Regions from separate parts of the Zea mays genome. Here all the other regions are linked to region 1. Evidence: chromatin contacts called from public Hi-C data. All regions are on one chromosome and are shown on one strand. Each heading gives the region's core, a stretch centred on a gene start, on an enhancer-like site or on the middle of the called end of the contact. The rest is flanking DNA. Distances are from core to core; before and after follow the strand shown.

Region 1 (4,347 bases), core at 475-2,974:
TTCTTTCGATTTGATTTTGCTAGTCACCCTTCTTGTGGGGAGAAGTACTGTGTTTATCAAACTGGAGAAATCTAATGGGCTGCTATGACCTCTAGGGAATCTTTGTAAAGGCTACGTAGTGAAACCTTGCCTACTCACCTTGGTAATGTTTGAGGGTTTGATCGACCCGAGGCAAAAAAGGATCACGACTCGTGGGTAAAGTGTGCAACCTCTGCAGAGTGTTAGAAACTGGTATATCAGTCGTGCTCCCGGTTAAGAGCAACTTTGGAATCCTCTTTGATTAGAAGAACTTTGGATACTTTTATGATTATGGTTAATGATGATAAATATAACTCTGATCTCTGGTATTTCCACTTGGAGGGAGTACTTTTGGGTAATAACTAGGTTTATTGCTAAAACATGGCTTTACTACTAGGTAATAAATACCTGACCAACTAAAAACAACTGCTTAACCTTAACTCTACATACAGCTAGTCCACTTTAGTCAAACGAGACATTTGCTGAGTACGTTGATGTGTACTCACCCTTGCTTTAAAAACCACCCCCACCCAGGTTATCCCCACTGTATTCAGTGCTCAGGAGGAGATACAGTCAACGTAGAGGACTTTGAGGAGTTTTAGGACTAGGTCGAGTTTTAGTTATGTTAGTGGAAAATCCACAGTCAGCTGCCTATGAAGGCCTTATCTGCTATGTTCGCTTTTCCGCACTTTGATAATATTAATGACAATGTTATGTTAATGACTTTGTGGATGTCTTGGACATCTTGATGTAATAAAGTATTATTTCCGCTATTTACTTTGAGCAATGTGTGATGATGTCTAATTATGTAACTGTTGTGTACGTGAGTTTCTGATCCTGCCACGTACATGGTTCGTATTCAGTTTGCCTTCCAAAACTGGGTGTGACAGATTACATATTCACACTCGCAGGACGAGCTATATCATGGAAAAGCTCAAATCAAACAATCACGGTATCGTCGATAATATATGTTGAGTTTATTATATGTTATGAAACAACCTAACAAACTAGGTGGCTGAACAAATTTATACTTTATTTAAAAGAATAGAAAACATATCAAAGTCACCGGAGCTATACTTCGATAATGAACTAACAGTATGTTACTCCTATAATAAAAAGTCAAGTGCTGCCATCAAACAGGTTGATATTAGGAAAAATTCCTGGTATGCCATCCGATTTTATACTATATTAAGCATTATGATATAAATAAGAAAGTACATGATCAAACAGATAAACTTGAGCATATACATAGAGAGCAAATGCTTGCAACTCCTCTCACTGAGGACTTGGACTTCCACCCAACATGATCTGAAATCACGTACTGGGTTTAATAGAACGCGCATATGATTCTAGATTAATAGGTCATAAATTTCACTAATTTCCCTTAAGACTATGTTATTTGTTTTGAGATAGAAACATATACTAATGTTATTAAGTTCAGAAGCATATATAATAGACGGTCGTAACACCTTGGTCTTCGTGTATCGATTTATCATAGAGTGAAAATTGTAGGATAAGAAATAAACAATCTAAAGTGTTAGCGCGCGGGCACCAGCACGCGAGCGTCGGTCCATTTTCTTTAGCTCCTCTAGTAGAAGATAAAGTGGTGGGGCCATTCGAGTACTGAGCCTCTCCGTGCCAACCAAGCGAAGTCTTCGTCAACGCTTGCGGGAGCTGTCAGGTGTCAGCCAAACCCCTCCTCGTTCTCAGCCTCACAGTCACAGCAGCTTTACGCAATACGCACCAAGCCACCAACAGCTGATTCTCTACTAATCCAATCTCCAAACCAACCATCGAGTTCTCGCGCCACGTACTGATCCGGCAATGGACAACAATGGAGAGAAGACGACGACCATCATCCACACTCTGCGAGATGCGCTGCTTCACTTTGCAGTCAAGTCCAAGAAGCTCGCGTCGCCACTGCTGGAGCCATTCGGGCGGGCGACCGAGCCGACCACCGTCAACGACGACGAGCTGATGGCGCTCAAGTCCAAACTGCGGCGGATCCGCGCCACCCTCCGCGACGCCGAGAGCCTGTCCGTCACCGATTGCTCCGTCCAGCTGTGGCTGGCCGAGCTCGGCGACCTCGAGAACCGGGCCGAGGATGTGGTCGAGGAGCTGGAGTACGAGTCCCGCCGCTCGGCGCAGCTGGAGGAGCTCAAGCAAGACTTGCTCTACGCCGCCACGACGCGGAAGCAGCGCCGGGAGGTGGCGCTGCTGTTCGCGCCCCCGCCCGCGAGGCGGCTCCGCCGCAAGATCGACGACGTCTGGGCGAGGTACGAAGAGATCGCGTCGGACAGGAAGACGCTCCGGCTGCGGCCAGGCGACGGCGGCTGCGCGCCCCGGCCCGCGGCCAGCCCGCTCGTGCCAAGCAGCGTGCTTCCCCGTACCGAGCGCCTCCACGGGAGGCATGGCGACGTCGAGAGGGTCGCCGCGCTGGTCCTCGGGGATCCGGACGGCGGGACGAGCTACGCCGTCGTGCCCATCGTCGGGATGGCCGGCGTCGGCAAGACTGCTCTGATGCAGCACGTCTGCGGCATGGAGACGGTGAAGTCGTGCTTTGAACTGACGCGCTGGGTTTGGGTCTCCCAGGATTTTGACGTTGTCAGCGTGACCCGCAAGATTGTTGAGGCGATCACCAGATCGCGCCCGGAGTGCGGCGAGCTGAGCACGCTTCATGAGCTCATAGTTGAGCACCTTGCCGGGAAGAGGTGCTTGATCGTTCTTGACGACGTGTGGGATGACAATCCCAGCCACTGGAACAGCCTGACGGCCCCGCTGAGCCACTGCGCGCCAGGGAGTGCGGTTGCCGTGACGACGAGGAGCAACAAGGTTGCCAGGATGGTGAGCACCAAGGTGTATCATCTCAAATGCTTGTCAGATGAAGACTGCTGGCTTGTATGCCAGCGACGGGCACTGCCAAATAGCGGTGCCAACGTCCACAAAGAACTCGTTGAGATCGGTGAGAGGATCGCCAAGAAATGCCACGGCTTGCCATTGGCGGCAGAGGCAGCTGGTAGCGTCCTGAGCACTTCAGCCGTCTGGGAGCACTGGAATGAAGTCCTGAATAACGACTTGTGGGCTGACAATGAGGTGAAGAACCTGGTACTGCCGGTGCTGAAGGTGAGCTACGACCACCTGTCCATGCCGCTGAAGCGCAGCTTCGCGTTTTGTTCATTGTTTCCAAAGGGCTTCGTGTTCGACAAAGATCTGCTAGTCCAGCTGTGGACTGCGCAGGGCTTTGTGGATGCTGAAGGAGACTGCAGCCTTGAAGCGATCGCCAATGGTTACTTCAATGACTTGGTGTCAAGGTGCTTCTTCCACCCTTCCCCATCTCATGCTCTCAGCGAAGGGAAGTTTGTTATGCACGACCTGTATCAAGAGCTTGCTCAGTTTGTTTCAGGCAATGAATGTAGGATGATACAGCTCCCTAATTCGACGAAAATAGATGAGAGCTCTCGGCATTTGTCCTTGGTCGACGAGGAGTCCGATTCGGTCGAAGAAATAAACCTGAGCTGGTTCTGTGGTCATCGTGATCTCCGGACCTTCATGTTCATTGCAAGAACAGAACAGAACCCCGAGGAGATGACCTTCAGAACAAAGATTCCATCTGAGCTGATCACAGGTTTTGAATGCTTAAGGGCTTTAGATTTGAGCAACTCTAATATCATGGAGCTACCGAAATCCATTGGAAGTCTGATACACCTAAGGTTCCTTGGTCTGGACAACACCGCAATTCAGATGCTGCCTGAGTCAATTTGTGCTCTTCTCCACTTGCAGACAATAAAGCTTAACCATTGTTCTTCCCTTACTCAGTTGCCTCAGGGCATCAAGCTCCTATTGAACCTAAGGTGCTTAGAGATTCCACATTCAGGCATAAAGATGCCTTCTGGGATTGGAGAGTTGACTAGGCTGCAGAGACTACCTTTTTTCGCCATCGAGAATGAGCCTGCTGGATGCACCATAGCAGACCTCAACGAACTGGTAAACCTCGAAGGACATCTTCACATCACAGGTTTAAACAACCTGGATGGTGCACAAGCTTCCATCGCCAACCTTTGGAACAAGCCGCGGATTAAAAGTCTTACACTCGAATGGTCCGGAGTTACAAATTTTAGCAAGTCCCTTTGTGATCCGCAAGGAAACGCTGTGAGCTGCATATCAGACAGTCAGCACCCTGCAATCAGTGCAACAGCAGATCAGGTTTTGAATTGCCTCAAGCCACATTCAAATCTGGAGGAGCTTAGCATCAAGGGTTATAACGGATCCTTTTCTCGGTCATGGTTAGGATGGCTGCCCTTGGACAGGTTAGCTTCTATTGAACTGAAA
Region 2 (4,347 bases), core at 1,344-3,843, 380 kb before region 1:
GTTCAGATAACAGGTGATAAAAAAATTAGCACTTGACAAATTAATTTGAGTTCACAACAAAGAATACATTTAATGGCATGAGTATATGCTGTTTTATGAAGTACTAAAATAGTTATGGTGAACTAGGTTGCACAGAAAAAAACATGAAATAGGGATGGTCAGAAGGTAAATGAGGCCTGCCTTTTTTATCATCAGCAATTCAAGATAGCAATGATAGTAGATCAAAATACAAATTAGGAAACAAATTATGTTTCTTCCATTCAACTTTTGCAATTGAGGTCCTAGAAAATAAATATGAAACGAATAGCAAGACTAAATTGATGATATGCACATTCAAGCAAACACATTTGACCAAGACTTCTCACAATGTAAACTGGAAATCAATAGAATAAACAAGTGAAATGATTTTTAAGTTAGTGCTGAAAGAAGGTAATACTATTATAATAACCAGCATAAAATAACATTTAGCCAGGCAAAATATGATAGTTAACTCACAGGTACAACTAATCCAATGTTGACAATGGAAGCGTAGGCCAACAAGTCAATAATTCAAGCAAAAGAGAAACAGACAGCAAATAAAGTTGCTTAGACGAAAAATTGTTTACCTGGAAGTGAGGGCTGTTCGAGCAGCGAGCGATCTGGTGAGAAAGAGGAACCATACATTTTTGAAACTCGCCAGGTTGTGTTGCATCTAGTACCTCTTCCAACTCACCCAAGAACAGTACCTCCTTTGTGCTGTTGGTGATAGGCCAATATTTTATGAGGCCCCTAATAACAGAATCCGCAAGCTTGCAATCTTTTTCAACAAACTGTGTAATGCAGTAAGACAACTGTTGATGGTACATTGTAGTGCACCTTGGCTTGTGAAGTGGAATTAAGGTCCTTACAAGGAACAGTTTGTGCTCTTCCTTGAGTGGCAAAGCAAACCCATTGATGATACTTCCAAAAATCTCCAAGAGCTCTGCAATTCCATTGTGCTTTTCTGTTTCATATATGAACTGGTAGAATATGTTATTGATAGCTTTCCGGATAAATGGCCGATACACCATGAACTTCCCATAGATACGGTGAAGCACCATCTTAAGGCGATCCCTCTCCCTAGCGTCCTCCGAGTCAAAGAGGTCAAGCAGCCTCAGAATAAAGGAATAGTCAATATATCTCTTAGCCAGCTTAGCATCATTTTGTGGAGACTGGACAAATGTCAAGAGCAACTCATACACATGGTACAAATGTGGCCACGCAGGGTCCATCAACGGTTCGTCCTCTTCTAGATCAAAAGCTTGAAGCGCCTTCTTCTCCCTAGGTGGGGAAATTAGTGTCCTGAACAAGTTCACCGAAATCATTTTTGTGATTGCCTCCACAACGATCTCAGGGAACTTCACGTTAGCAGTCCTTACATACTCATCTATCTCCAACAACATCAGCGTCTTTATTTCCTTCTCCTTCATGTTCTTTGACGCATCCGTAAAGTCAAACAGAGTGCAACAAACGTCCAACTTTTTGATGAGCAGATTCTGTTTCTCTGTATTCGGCACATCCTTAAAGCTCGGCAACGGACGGAAGTTGGAAGAAAACAAATTATCATTTATCCTCGAGTCTTGGAACCCCGTACGGTTTCCACTCCCATAGGCGTGCCCAGTACTCGACAGAATTGGCGGTTGGCCACTCAGGTCAGCAACTCCAGACCCCGACAGCTGGCTGAACGTCCTCCCACCAGTGAACTCCTTGTCTGCGGTTTTGGACGCCTTGCGCCGTCCAAATATCTGTTTCATCATATTACCCCACCCAGAACAGCTGACGCCACCTGAAGCAGGAGCTACTACCACATAGCAAACCCTAGCCCCCTCAGTTCTGGTCCATGGCATGCCCCCATCATCGTACAAAGGAAAGCTTCAATTATACAAGTTATCCTGGCAAATCGAGACACTGGAACCTGCACCAGAGGGAATAGGGGAGCACAGCAAACGGGATGAACGGCTCAGGCAGGCCAACACTAAACAGGAATTATACTGCTAGTAGTGCAAGCATACATCGTCTAATACCCTATACTATACACCCCGAAACGAATGTCAGGAACTGCTCGGAACGCCCCCTAGCTCCTCCAAAGCCGCCGTGGCCTAGGTGGAATTGACGCGCGGGGCAAAGACGGGAAGCCTACCTGAGGCGAAACGACGCGGCGCAGGTCCAGGAACCAGGATTGGGCGGGGCGGGGCGACCGACAGCGACCTCTTCTTCTGAAAACAAAAGGCAGAGCAACGCAACGGTCAACACGGACTGGCTGCGGGCGCGGGCCAGTAAACGGCGGCGCGGGAGAGGAGGGGACCTCCCGCTCCGCCACGAGAACCACCAGAACGGGACTGCGAGGAGGCGGACGTACCTAGTGCACGGCGGCGGCGAGCTCGTCCTGCTGCTGCAGCCGCGGGAGCTAGCGGGCGGGTACGGTGCGGGGCCCGTCGAGGTAGGTAGCCTTGAGGTCGAGGAGCGAGTCGAGAGCGGCGCGGGTATGGACGGGACGGGACGGGAGCGGCGGGTGGAGGTGGAACGGGGTTCGGGAGGGGAGCGGAGCGGAGCCGGGCGGCAGTAGCAGGAGGGGAGAGAAGAACAGGAGGAAGCGAAGCGAGGGCAGTTTCCGTTCTGGACAGTACGATTATTTTAGTTTTTGTTTCCGTTGCAGCCCCCCTGCTTTTTCTCTGCGTCTGGAAGACGGGATAGCAGGGCAGTTTTGGCCGGGAGCCAGGCCTGCGTGTCTTTTTTCCGATCTTTCCATCGAGTTTGTTGCTGGCAGGCGTAAGACCAGGTGTTCTGTTTTACCTTTGCTTTGAAGTTTGAACTGCTCTTAACTCGCCGTCACCAGATGCTTATCATACCCTCCTAGGACCTAGGGTAGGGTAGGGTGACTGCCTCACCAAGGAAGGTTCATGGAGGCATTCTCCGCTCGCGCCATATGTCAATGCCCATATTTGTTTGGGCTTTTTGCAGGCTGATATAGACCGTCAAACGTTTCATCTTTTTAGTCAGCTTTTATAAAAATTAATTTAATAAAAACCATTTAAAATCAATATGAACATAAAATCGGTCAAGTCGTCACGATAGTAGGAATTCGTCGCTTTTTAGATCTTGAACCATTTGGACTACTTAGGGCCCCTTTGGTAGGGCTTATTTTTCAGCTTCGGCTCTGGCTCATGCAAAAGTTGTGCCAAACACCTCTTTTTCAAATGGCTTCATCAGTGAAGTGCTTTTCCAAAATGAACTAGAGGGCATGAGCCAAAAAAAGTGGCTCACCCGGCTTCAGCTCACGTTATTTTTGCACAATAGCCCTCCCACCAGTCCAAATTATTATTTTTTGGTCCTCCCCTCAATCCTAGCCACGTACAGGAGAGATATACATATACAAGGGTCTTTCTGAAAAACAACCTATAAGGCGTTTTGCCAAATGATTTTTAGAATAGCTTTGGCTCATCTAAAGAAGTGGTTTCACCTCGTGAGCCAGAGCTAAAGCCGTTTTTGGAGAAGCCAGAGCCCTGCCAAAGGGGCCCTTAATCTTTCTCCACACGTAATCTTCACGATACTCAGATTATCCCCACAGCCAGATTCTCACCACAGTCAGATTCTCAGAAAAGTTGGTCAGAAAAAAACTGAACCAAACAGGCCCAATATCAGGGCGACATCACGGTCAAACCATCGTTGACCAATGTAGACATTAATAATGACCCAAAAAATGTTGTTCTAGGTCCATGTTTTGCGTTAGTTTAGTAGGATGTTTGATTCACTAGATAATGGACTAGCTAATATAGGCAAAAGGACCGGGACAAGTAAAAACCTAAGATGTACAAGCTAATCACCCTTTATTATTAACTAATGTTAGATGTCCATTTGCGAGCGTGTTTATTTTCAAGGTAACTAAAGTTTTAGATAATGATTATATGAGTGAAATCAAATATAGCCTAAATCCAGGCACATGATTGGAACCGGTTATGGCTAACATTACGCAACCATATCATGCTAATGTACATTTTTGTCATAGACCCTACCATCGCTCGACCCCACCACATTCGACGTGACCCTTCTGCCCATCCCCACTTCCTCCTCCTCGTGTTCATTGTTATGTTCAATTTTACACCTGATGTGGTTATTTTAATTATTTTTGAAGTGTTCCATTGGTTATTTATGGCAAATAACATAGCATTGCTTTCATCATCAAGATTTTATATACCATGCTTGATGCTTCTAAGCATATGATCTGCTAATATTGTCCTCGCACACGTTATCTTCCAGATTGCCATTTAAGTATGTGACTTTACTTCTTTAGCTTGTAATCATTACAAATGCATCGTAACTTTGACCATT
Region 3 (4,347 bases), core at 791-3,290, 290 kb before region 1:
ATAACAACTAGCGATCTCTTGTCTTTGTTCCAGTTCGACACTTGATTCTGATGCTCCATTGCATATCCCTGTCTGAAAGCTCGCTCGTCATCTGTAAAAGCAAGGTCATTCAGCCACAAGATTTCTGAGAAATGATCTTGGACTCTTTCATCTTTGCAAACATGAGCGACTAGGGTGCTCTTGCCGACTCTGCATGGACCGATAATTGGCAGGACCTCCAGTTCTTCAGAGCTATGAGGCTGTGTGTGCAGCAAAAAATTAATGACAAGTTCTGCTTCCACCTGGCGACCAAACATGCAGTTACCCAGTAAGATATGCATGCTGTAAGGTTGGCGATGCAGACGAGGGTAGCTCGCCAAGAACATCACCAACTCATTCAGATCAACAATCATGGAGCCCAATCTGTCAAGTGCCTCTTGTAGTTGTTCCCGAGACTGTGCAGTTCGACTGAAGAAATAGGGATCCTTTGCAAAGGGTAACTTGGATAGGGACATGAATCCACTCACAACTTGAACACTGTCGTCCTCTCCATAGTGAGGCTTGTACCTGAAGGCGTCGAGTGCGTAAGAGCCCCGGTGCATGGCATCTCTCAGCATGCCTAACTGCTGGATCATGGCTTGATTTGGAATGTGCCGCCCCATGGCCTCCTCGTCGATGACCTGTGCTCGGAGAAGAGTCCTTTGTAGGCTTTCCTCCATGGCAAGTGTCGGCGGCTTCGAGAACTTGTTGATGATGAAATTTATTGATCTAGTCACCAATTCACCCAGGGCTACAGAAAGGAAACTTTCCATGTGAGCCCGTCCTCTCTTTCTCAGGAAGAGAACACTGCAAGATGGGTAAGAAAACACAAGGTGAGTTTTAATGTTTCTCAAACTATGTATGCTATGCTTCACGTCAAAGCTCCCAGGAGAGAAAGGGCGTCGGTTTCAAGAAGAAAAGACATATAAAGAGACATACACAGAGTCAATAGTCCCTGCACATGTATGACCTTTGGGACTGCTTTTGCCTTCACATGGTTATTCTGATTGACTTTTTATTTTTCTTTGACAGTTGAATTCCTTGCCTTCACTATGCGTTTTTACTATGCGATTGGTTGCAATAATAGGATGGGACGACCCCTCAAATAAAACGATCCCTCAAATAAGATTGTTTGGTTTAGGGTCAAGGGTTGGGATATGATTATCCCAGTGTTGTCCCCAGTTGTTTCTCAAAATTAGAGGGACAAAAGAGGACGACAGGGGATGTCCCTGTCCTGCAACCAAACACGCCCTAAGTGAACCACTGAGCCATTACCATGTATGATCCGTGTAATTACTCTGTAGACCACCTATGATATCAAGGTCACAAAAATCAGATTGTTAGCTTAGCAACTGATATACTGTAGTTCTGCATACCAGCTAATAACCACATTAAAAAGTGTGTCCTTGGATACCTTTGAGGCCCGGAGAGACTTCAGATCAATGGTGAAGAGTACATCGCAAGTCCGCACAAAAAACTACACCGACGCCATCCACAAAACTAAGCTAACCAAATCAATAAAAGGCCGAGAAGGCACCGACAGGGAGCAGCGTGTCAAACTTGATGGCTCTGGTCTGTAGCCAACTCCCATCTCCCCGAGCTGGTGCCTCCCTCGCCCACAGGTAGATCGTGGACTTGCCTGTCATGGCGAGTCCCAGACGACCATCGTCCCTGGTGGCGAGCACAACGCGCTGCCAGTCCAGGCATGGCAGCGGCGGCATCTCCCGCGTGCCCACCCAAGTCGTACTCCAGGGCCGTCGCGCTCGTCTGGAATGCGAGGTAGAGCGTGTTCCCGGCGAGCGGGCTGGTGCGAAGTCGACGTTTTCGTCGGGTCTCGCCGAGCGGACGTGGGCATGTTCAACGCGCCCGCCTCCGACGACTAGACGTGAGCGAACATCTCCGCGTGGTGGGTGCCCACCACGATGACGAGGAAGTGGCCACCGCAGCAGCAGTCTGAGGTGGTCACAGGCGGAGGCGGTCGTAGCGCCGCAGAGCGGCGTTCTACCTGTGTGTGTGTGTGTGTGTGGGGGGGGGGGGGGGGGGGGGGGGGGGGGGGGGGGGGGGGGTGGGGGGGGTGTAGAGCGACCAGGGGAGGCGGGTCAGGTCCGTGCGGCGGCCCGTGGCGAGTCCCAGACGGCGAGCTCCCGGTCAACGGGCGCGTCGCGGGGGGTGTCCCGGCGCAGGAGGGCGCGGCCATGTCGGGCGTCGAGCGCGCGCCAGCCGCCAAGGAGGAGGCCCTCCGCGGGTGCGGGGCGGAAGGTGGAGGGGGCACGAAGCGGGTCCCCGCGCCGGCGTTGGCGAGGAACCCAGCATCGGGAGCTCCGAACCCCCACATGGAGGTGGTGGTCGCGGTAGCGGCGGCGGCACCGCGGGCCCGTGAGGCCGTGACGATGCGATTGTACACGAAGGGCGATTAGGAACACAGTTTTTTTCCTAATAATATTGTGGAATTTAAGAATACCTCGATGTTCAAAACTAAACTATTTACCGTCCAGTTCATTTTTGAAATAAATGACGACAAATAAAAAAAACAAAAAGTATATTATACATAATGGTGTTTGAGAATGTAGGTAAAATCTCTATGTTCAAAACTAAAGTATTGTGAATACTAAATTGTTTTAAGGTGTTGTAAATTTTTTTCTCGATGAAAAGTTTTCGTTCTTAAACAATAGGGATGAAAGTGGTAATCTAAACTATTAAAACAAAATTAATATTTTAAAATATATATGTATCAAATTTGATGTTGATCTTTTTTTATGTTATTAAGTACATTATTTCAAATAAGAATAAATATTGCATAAATCTCTACTACTCTATAAGACTCTAATGTAGACCGTGTGCACCGTGGTTCTACCCTATCTCTCTCTCTGCCCGTAGGATCTCCGACAGATAGGATCTAGACGCTCGTCCCCCTCCCGGCCTCCACTTCGCCTCCTATCCCGCGTGTCTTCCCCGCCTCGCTCAGATCCACGCGGGTGCCTGTGCCATGAATCGCCACCACCCAACGCCTCCTCCCCTACGCGTCTTCCCCGTCACCGTCGGCCAACAAGAACGTCCGCTCCGCCGTCGCCGGCCAACAACCTCCGCATCGAGCACAAGCTGCGCGTCCTCCCCCGTTTCCGCGACATGGCGTCATCCTCGGGCGTCTCCACGGGCCAATAGGAGCGTTCGCACCCCCTCCCCTATGTCACCGACAACAGCCTCCCTCCACAATAAGTGCTCGCTACGCGTCCCCACCGGCGGCGAACAGCCTCTGTAACAACCGCGCGTACGCCCCGCTGACCCGCTGGTCGGCCTGCTGCCTCTCGGGATATAAGAATGCGACCACTTCTTCATCTCCACAAGCGCCACTCAACCCACCCGACCTACAATGAGTGGTGCCAGTTCATCTGCGACGGCGAGGTCCATTCCTCTTCCACACCTCCTCCGTCCACTACTGTTGTTTGCTATAAAAAAAATTCAACCTCAACTGCTTCGAATCCACTGCTTTGTGAGTGAATTGTTGTGTTTTACCAATCCATTGTTGATAGGTTTTTGTGCGTGAGCTCCTGAATATGTTTGAGGTACCTACTGTTTTTAGGATATTCCTCTTTGTATTCTTTGTGATTTGTGGTGATGACCACATTAAGGAGTTCTTGATGAACTTTGGCACTTTGTGTTGTGCATATTCCATCTTCGGATAGTATATGAAATTGGTGATGACCACATTAGGGCTTGTTCGGTTAGCTCTCAATCCATATGGATTGAGTGGGATTGGATGGGTTTGAATCCCAAACACGTCAAACTTCTTCTTAATTTTTTCTAATCCCATCCAATCCATGTGTATTGGAAATAACCGAACAAGGCCTTAAGGAGTTCTTATTAATATAAGTGCAATGAAAAGATTTTATGGCCACTTTGCTCATTAAATGGTGCCTCTACCATGAACCGATTGTTTTTCTAAATAAATGATATGAACATGTGTAGAGTAAATTATTTTGTTACCATGTCATGTTGAAATATTGAAGTGCTATCTTTTTTCTTGCAGATCCATACCAGGGGGAGTTTTTCCTAAGACAATCGAAGAGTACTTGCATCCTGGAACTAAGAAATGCATTATGTTTAGTGGAAAAGGATCACTTCTTGATGGTAATTATCTGAGCTTGTTCCTCTACATGTAAATTTCGAGTGACTATTTCTGTAACTGTCTTCCCAGCCCAGTTCATATAAAACAAGCAGAATTCCTTTTATAGTTCCTGACTAGAGTTGGATTTAACTCTAGCGAAATGGTCTCATTTCCAGCAATTTGTCATTGTTAGCTGCACAGTAAGTCTATGTTATTGGTAGCGC

Evidence for each region. A called contact is a pair of places that touch in the nucleus more often than the background predicts.
Region 2: a contact with region 1 is called in a Hi-C map of ear, with 2.1 times the contacts expected there. The contact joins the promoter of LOC100382877 here to the promoter of LOC100383222 in region 1. A contact is called at or near these places in 2 of 25 Hi-C or Micro-C datasets (ear and leaf mesophyll).
Region 3: a contact with region 1 is called in a Hi-C map of leaf, with 5 times the contacts expected there. The contact joins the promoter of LOC100193379 here to the promoter of LOC100383222 in region 1. A contact is called at or near these places in 9 of 25 Hi-C or Micro-C datasets (bundle sheath, ear, leaf and 3 more).

What each region holds. Positions count from the first base shown.
Region 1 is chr7:29,258,072-29,262,418 of Zm-B73-REFERENCE-NAM-5.0, reverse strand. LOC100383222 reads left to right here and starts at 1,724. Exons shown (of 3, transcript NM_001175884.1): 1 at 1,724-4,347. The coding sequence starts at 1,843. LOC103632191 reads right to left here. Exons shown (of 7, transcript XR_002263601.3): 7 at 1,469-4,347.
Region 2 is chr7:29,642,078-29,646,424 of Zm-B73-REFERENCE-NAM-5.0, reverse strand. LOC100382877 (Serine/threonine protein phosphatase 2A 59 kDa regulatory subunit B') reads right to left here and starts at 2,593. Exons shown (of 5, transcript NM_001175569.2): 1 at 2,378-2,593; 2 at 2,159-2,234; 3 at 606-1,933. The coding sequence starts at 1,865.
Region 3 is chr7:29,547,475-29,551,821 of Zm-B73-REFERENCE-NAM-5.0, reverse strand. LOC100193379 reads right to left here and starts at 2,040. Exons shown (of 2, transcript NM_001310441.1): 1 at 1,658-2,040; 2 at 1-825. The coding sequence starts at 1,725. It also overlaps the pseudogene LOC118473016.